Linked DNA regions of Gossypium hirsutum: region 1 is linked to region 2. The links are chromatin contacts, called in public Hi-C maps. All regions are on one chromosome and are shown on one strand. The core of a region is the stretch at or near the end of the contact, and the rest is flanking DNA. Distances in the headings are between cores, read along the strand shown.

Region 1 (3,939 bases), core at 755-3,254, 400 kb after region 2:
AAACAAAAGAAAAATAAGAACAGTAAAATCCCAAATGAAGCAGAGAAAAAAAAATCAAACCAACCCCACTATTACAAATTAATTTAGATCTTCAAAAAAAAAAAAGAAAAAGAAAAGAAAGCCACCCTCCAATCTTCCTTTAAAAACATACTCCATATTTCTACAAGTTATGATGCCCTTCAAGAAATGTAACTATATTCCAATCTCCACATTCCTGTAACCTGACCCTCCTTCAGTCAAAAGTTCCTGCAATAAAGGAGCATTGATGAAATCAGATCAAACAAACCTAATAGTTAGCTTCATAAATGAAATAAAGGGTTTGTTTTATTTTCTTACCTGTGAAGTTTTGGCGACATGGGTGTCCTCATGAACAAAAGCAAACCTTTTATTGTCACCCATTCTCTCCATGGACACTTCATTAATCTTATCAGCTTTTTTGGAACCAATGTGGGTTCTCTTGAGCCCCAGAAATCCCTTCCACCTTGTGGAACCCTTAGGAGGCGTTAGTGTCACATTATTATCATCATCATCTCCAGCAAGAAGCTCTTCCCTCAAAGTCCTTTGCATTTGATTATTACAATTATCTTTAAATGGAAAAAGCTTACCCTTAAAAAAAAGCTCATCAGCACTCATCATGGAGTAGTTTGATACTGAGAATTCAAAGTCTGACGACACTGGAGCCTCCCTTGAGTTCCTCTCTTGCTTCATAACCTGCTGAGTCTCAACAAAATCATTTGAGAATGAGATTCTTGGACTCATTGGGGGGCAGTGATGATGATGACCTTTGTGCTCCGAATTATACATGTCTAAGCATGCCATGAGCTTTCAAAACAACATGGAAAACAAGGAAAAAAATTAATAAAACGTAATAAATTCTATAGGGACCCTCCCTTGATACTATTACAACTAACCGAGTAGATGTTTGTATTTATATATAAGGAAGCATGGGGAGCTTGATGTATGGTTGTTTTTTTGAATTCATGCATGTTATGCCCATGATGTGATCTTTTTTTGTCATGACATGTTAATTGCCCCTCTCTCTCTCTCTCTCTCTCTCTCTCTCTCTCTCTCTCTCTCTCTCTCTCTTTTTATGTTTGTTTTTCTCTGGCCAGAATTGGCATTCAATGATGACCAGCTTTGAATACAAAATCCTCCAAGTATTAGTTATTTTTAAAAAACATCTTTTACTGTTTTTCTTTTCTCTTGGAGACTGCACGAAGGTGAAGATCCTAAGAAGCTTTCTTTTGCTCCAAAGCTCTACCATAATCGATAAAATAATAAAATAGTAGAAAAAATGAACAAAAGGTGAATCAACTATTCAAAATTGTTTTTTTTTTCATTTCTGTTGAGTATAGTTAAAATTTTGTTGAGTGAAGTGAAAGTTAAAAAATTTGTATAATAATAATTTTAATTTTTAATTTTATATATTATTTGGATAATTATAATTTTAAAAAATTAATTCCCAAAACTTATAAAAAAAATTTAATTTAATCTTCAAATTTTACCTTCTTTTCTGCTTCCCCACCTCCACAGTGCCACTATCATTTGTATTTTGTTCAACTATTTTGATATATAAAAGAAAAGAAAAATATTCTAAGAATTCTTTAAAAACACCAAAGCTCACGTAGGATAGCACCAAATTAAGATGAAAAAATGGCAATGGAGATGGGAACACCACATTGGAATTCATTTTTTAGCAGTACTTGCTTGACCATCATCATCATAATCCCATCCATCAGTGCTGGTTGATCTGCATTTATATATACATATAAAAAAAATATGAATGATGATACCTCATAGAAATTAAAAAAAAAAAAGGTAAAAGATGAGAGGTTTTGACATTCTTTACCCTCTTCTATAGGACCAATCCCCGTATGCTTCGTGTTTCTCAAACACACTTGGAAAACTTTCTATGAAGATTCCAAGGAACAGTCTTTAGTTTTTTTAGTCTTAAATCCGTTTTCACTTTTTCCTTTCTAGAGTTTTATCATACACTCATTAGCCACACCACCTCTATGCATGCATATATATAAAAATTTGTGAACCACAAAGATAAGCATCGTGGTTAATTATTTACTCCAATTAATACTAGTAAAGTTGGTATTGGGTTTCTTTCTTTGCATTGCATTTGACATACAAGAATAGCATATGCTAGCTGGAGGGACAATTAAACTTAGCCAAAACAAGTAATTTTACTTTTTTAAAACTTGTGGCTCATTGCATGCAGATTATTAATTATGAAGACAGTGAAAATATTAATTAATTTTGTTTTCCATTGTTATTGTAGGCAGAGTTAGGGAGGTGGAAACAGTTGCCATTGCTGGCAAAGAAAGCAACAGCAGTGTTATTTATGGAATAAGGTAAAAAAGAAAAAGGACATTGAATGTTTTTAGCTAAAAGTTGTAGGGTTTTATTAAAAAAAAAAAAGAGATTCAGAAATGAAGAGAGGTCCAGAGAGAAGCAGCGGCACTTTGAAGGAAGGGGGATTGAGTTGCATTTGGCTTCAGCTTGACCATGCTTCGACTTGTTAGTAAAATATAGCAGTGAATGAGCTGGCGACACCGACTGATCAATAGGACCACGTGATCTGAGGTTTTTTATTTTTTCTATAAAAAGAAATTCCATTTTTAACTTCTATTCAGATTTTGTACATGTTATGTGAGATTACTTTTTTGCCTTTTTCCTCTTCTTTTTGTGTACCCTTGTGATTTAATTACCTCCTCAAATCTTATCCTGGTTTAGAGTTTTTGTTTTGTTTTTTTTTTTTCCCTCTAATCATTAAAGTTAAAGCACTGTTCGGTACATAGCCATACCAGAGGCATCAGCCTGCAAAAAGTCCGGTGGGAAAGAGCAAAAACACAAAAGATCATCGCTGTTGCAATTTTTACTAAATCCACTACTCAAAACGCTACTCCCCAACATGTCAGCAACGGGATTCCCCTCCATGTAAATATGCTGAAGTCAAACCTGGTCCAACTTACAATCAGCAATAAAAGTTCCAAGAGAACAAATATTCATAGCATACAATTGATATCAATTTGAGCATCAATCTTTGCAACAAAACCATCAATACCTACAGTAATCACATTAGGAATAAATCGATAGGAACGGGTCACCCATTTGCCATGACTGTAACGGATAACGGTCTCTTGCATGGTTTAGAGTTTTACTACACTATTTTGTTTGTATAAAAGAGGTGGGAATATGATAGTAAAATATACATTATACGTATTGATAACATTATTCTCAACATATACATTTTTTTCATTGATACTTATGTTAATTTTCTTTTAAAAAGAGTAAAATTCCCCTGCCCTATTCTCTGCTCCCATCTGTGCCCCTACTCAAAATTAACCGCGTCTACAAGTCTTTTTTATTATTATTAATTTTTATTTCATCTACAACTAATGTACAAATTGTAAAATTAATTATAATTTCAGTTAAAATTATTTTTAAAAAAAAAGATTTGCGAAAAGAGAACTTGTAAAGAAAAACGGAGAAGAGGCTAATTTTGAGAAGAAGGCACGGATTGGGGCAGGGAACTAGGGCCAGGGGATTTCTACTCGTCAAAAATCACCTCATATTAGTCTAATAGGTAAAATTTTGACGAGATTTAAAACATTAAATCAAACAACTAACTTCTTTTATTTGATAAACCGGAAAATTAAGGGTCGAAACAAAATTAAATGATAAGCATTTCTTTATTTATATATTATTTTTCACTTTTTTTATAGAAAAATCTTATTATTTGTATTTGTTTTTATTATGGATTATTAAATATGTTTTAAAAATTTTAAGGCATAATAATTTTTTTGCCCTCCAAATTTATTAAAAAAAAGTATTTTGAGTCCTCTATTTATTTATTTTTTTTGCCTTTGAATTTGTAGTTTTTGGTCAAACCACTCCAAATGGATTGAAAAGTCAACATTTAATAACTTT
Region 2 (3,667 bases), core at 569-3,068:
TAACTTCCCAGGTCTTAGACATTTGCGTTTGCCATCTGGAACTTCGTCCAAATTGTTCCTAATTATGACCATTAAACTGTCAAATATATGGTTTCTGCATGTGCATGTTCCAGCTTATGCACATTTCTTAACAGCTATTAAGTAAGCATTCTTATACAATTGCTAGTAGCATACCACATAGATTACCAAGGAGCAGGTTACACGGTAACAAGATGCGTATCATTCTCCAATGTCACTTTTAGTATATGAATTACAAGAATCTCTTCCAGTAAATTACCTTCTAATACATAAAATACGAGAACGTCTTTCCCAAATATAACCTTATAAATGAAATGCGAGAATTCCTTTTCCAAACATCACCTTTAAATACATGAAATATTGAAATATCTTTCTCCAATATCACCTTTTAATACATGAAATGTGAGAGTAAATTATCAAAAGGAAAAGAGATAGTCAATTTCTTGTGCTTGAGATTTGTACGCAGCAGAAACATACAGTAAAACCATATATATGGCATCATCATGCCAAAAGAATATTCATTAAAATGTAAAATCTAAGGGGTTAAAAATGACGCTCTTGAAACAGTGAATGAAATAGCATTTAACATGTGCAATCTGAAAGTTCTCTAACATACCTTCTATTAAATAAAATATTGGTTAAGCCAGAAAACGTTCTGGATAATTGCATTGATATATGCTTACGACCTGAGAAGGCAAATAAAAAGGAAAAAAGTTAATAAATTTTTAATAATGAACCATACTCTTTAGCTCAATCACCATATCACACAACATGGTTCTTGTACAATAATACTATGTTTTTTCATAAAATGCAAAAAATTCAATTATATGCTCGTATTCAACAATAGGTAAGAAGAGTATATTCTAGCAAAAGCACGTTTCCAGCATAATGGCATATCTTTACAACATTCAAAGTTACAGCTCCCACGGAATTTAAAAATATCAAAAGGCCACCCTGGAACAATCCCAAATAGTTAAAAACCTTCTATTGGACCCAAAAATCTCTTCCACAATTAGATTGAATAAAAACTCCAAAACAAATTAAGCACTATTAATGAGGCACCAATCTAGAATCCAAATCACTAGCTAATGAAATTAATTCCGGTAATCCAAATACTTCTTTACTGGCACTAATATATACATAAAATCAGCATTTTAAGCCCCCCCCCCAACACACATACACACACACAAAAGAAAAATGAGCATTTTAAGCTCAAAGCAGTCAACTTCCCATCTAAACACCATTAATTTCCATTTGGGTTTTTTTTTTTTTTTGTATACGGCTTATTCTCAACTAAAAAAAATCAAATTCTAGCTTTTTTATATCTGCAATGGAAATTTTGAACCAGCAGAAATTAAAAGTGAATACAAAAAAGAATAAAAGAAAAACCTGGGTTGTAATGAAATAGCTGAGCAAGTGGTTGTCTCGATTGAGCTAAACGATCACCAACAAAAGAAGAGAGGAGTCTTGGATGCAAAGACGAAGCCCCCACCATATTCTTTTCTTCCTGTCCTCTACCTCTCTCTGTTATCTGTGGTGTGTTGGTGCTAACATCTTTTGGGATAAGCTAAGCTAACCCACTTTTCTTTCCCTCTCATGGTCCATTTTCTCTTTTCATTTTGTAGGAAATTTATCTTCGAGTAGCCTGGGATTTAGCCCATATCGCTTTGAAAATGGACCTAGACGAGGCCTTTCGATAAGCTTTGATTCGACTGCCCTGGGGTTGATGGATCTTGTAAAATGATTAGGAAAATCTCCAACCGTGACATGGGTTCTGTTCATTCAAGGAATCCAATTCATATGTCCATTTGAGTTTGGTTCAGGGTTCTTATTCTTTTTAAAAGATAATCATTACGAAATAATACATCAGCAGATTCAATTATTACAAAAGCAAAAATTGAACATGACTTAGATTATAATAAATTAGACAAGATTTGCATGAGCGAGGCATTTAAATTAGAATAAACTTGTACAAAGCCTTACATGTTTTATATCAAGTAGTGAAACTCGAATAGAGGGAATGGATAAGCTAGAACTTTAGTTCTTGTTGAGGGGTGGTGACCCTCTAGGTCTGTCTCTAACGGGGATATTATTTTCAAAATTATCTATACTTAGTTTTATTCTAGGATTTTTGTTTTCTGACTTTAAATAAACCCCAATACATTCACGAAGTTTAAGTAATGCCTGTTTAGTATTTTAGTTTTGGTGGGGTCCAAATCCATGCTTGAGTGGTTAGTAGGGGTGCTTATAGTTCGGTTAAAATTGAATTAACCGATTAAACCGATTTAATTCGGTTAATCAGTCAGTGGCTAAATTTAGTTTGGTCAGAGGTCGGCTAATGTATTTTAGAATTTTGATTATCGGTTAATTCAGTTCAAAATCAGGTAATTAATCGAATTAACCAATTAACCGAAATAAATAATATATATTATATATAATTGTTAACTTTTTGTTTGGTTGTTGACTTTCAAGATTTATGTTGTGTTGGCGATCGACTTGATTAATCGATAAGTAAAAAATAGAGGAATAAATTGAGAAATTGATCACATATTAACGTGGAAAAACCCCTCCAAAGAGGATAAAAAACCACGGGCAAAGATTATTTTACTATAATGACAAAAAAACGAAAAGTACAAAAGATGGAGATAAAAACTAAACCCCAAAAACAAAGAACCCTCAAAAGTAAACACAAAATTCTCTAAATGTGTTATGAATTCTAATATCTAATAGGTGTATTTTTTAAAATTGTATAAGAGCCTATTTATAGGCTAAATTCATAGGTCAAATAATAATAAAATAATCTAGACTAATCAGAGTTTGACTGAAACAAATAAACAAAGTTTAACTAGAAAATTATTTCTCAAATTTGATTGATATAGGAGTCATACTTAACAAATCTTCACCTTAACTCATATTTCCACAACGTCATCTTTGCCAAAACCCGCCATGGGCTTATCTTGAACTATGCAGGGAATTAACTGAGTTTAATTTGTGATTAGAAACTGGAAGACTTCTAGCCTTCGACTTGTATACTACCAAGTCAAAACTAACCCGGGTCTGATTTTCACGAACATAGTTGTAACAGTCTGATTTTTAGTGGTGTCAGAAACAGTGGTTCGAGACCACCAAATCCATTGAGTAAGCTCGTAAATTTTAATATTTAGTATTTACGAGTCAAATATGGTTTTCGAAATATTTTTAAATTAGTAACTTGTATTTTATAAGGATTTATTAGGTCAAGTGGTTTAGAAAATGAGGTATCGAGACATCGATTCTATAAATCAAGCCATAAATATTTTTATAAATATTTATGGAGTGTCACTAAGGTAGTATTAAAGTTTCGTTAGAAAATTTTAACGTTTTGATAGTTAATTAATTAAAAAGGACTAAAATTGAAAAAGGTGTAAAACTTGCTAATTAAAAGAAATAGTGATTAAATGGCTTAAATGGTAAATAGGGAGGACTTAAAGAGTAAATTAGCCTAAAGGAGATGGCTGGGGCGGCATAAGTAAAGAAAAATAATAAAATTATGTGATTTAAGGGCAAAATTGGAAATAAAATAAAATTAAAATAGCCAAAATGGGATTTTAATAGTTTTTAGACCATTTCTTCTCCAATTTTCTATTTATGTAATGACCTGATAGTCACG

What was found. Hi-C and Micro-C count contacts between places; a contact is called where the count stands out from the background.
Region 1: a contact with region 2 is called in a Hi-C map of leaf, with 3 times the contacts expected there. The contact joins the promoter of LOC107897673 here to the promoter of LOC107951823 in region 2. A contact is called at or near these places in 9 of 34 Hi-C or Micro-C datasets (callus, hypocotyl, leaf and 1 more).

What each region holds. Positions count from the first base shown.
Region 1 is chrA11:31,799,174-31,803,112 of Gossypium_hirsutum_v2.1, forward strand. LOC107897673 reads right to left here and starts at 2,005. Exons shown (of 4, transcript XM_016823209.2): 1 at 1,850-2,005; 2 at 1,679-1,750; 3 at 337-822; 4 at 1-246. The coding sequence starts at 1,690. The coding sequence ends at 193.
Region 2 is chrA11:31,397,069-31,400,735 of Gossypium_hirsutum_v2.1, forward strand. LOC107951823 (methionine aminopeptidase 1D, chloroplastic/mitochondrial) reads right to left here and starts at 1,819. Exons shown (of 10, transcript XM_016886967.2): 1 at 1,408-1,819; 2 at 635-704; 3 at 1-58. The coding sequence starts at 1,513.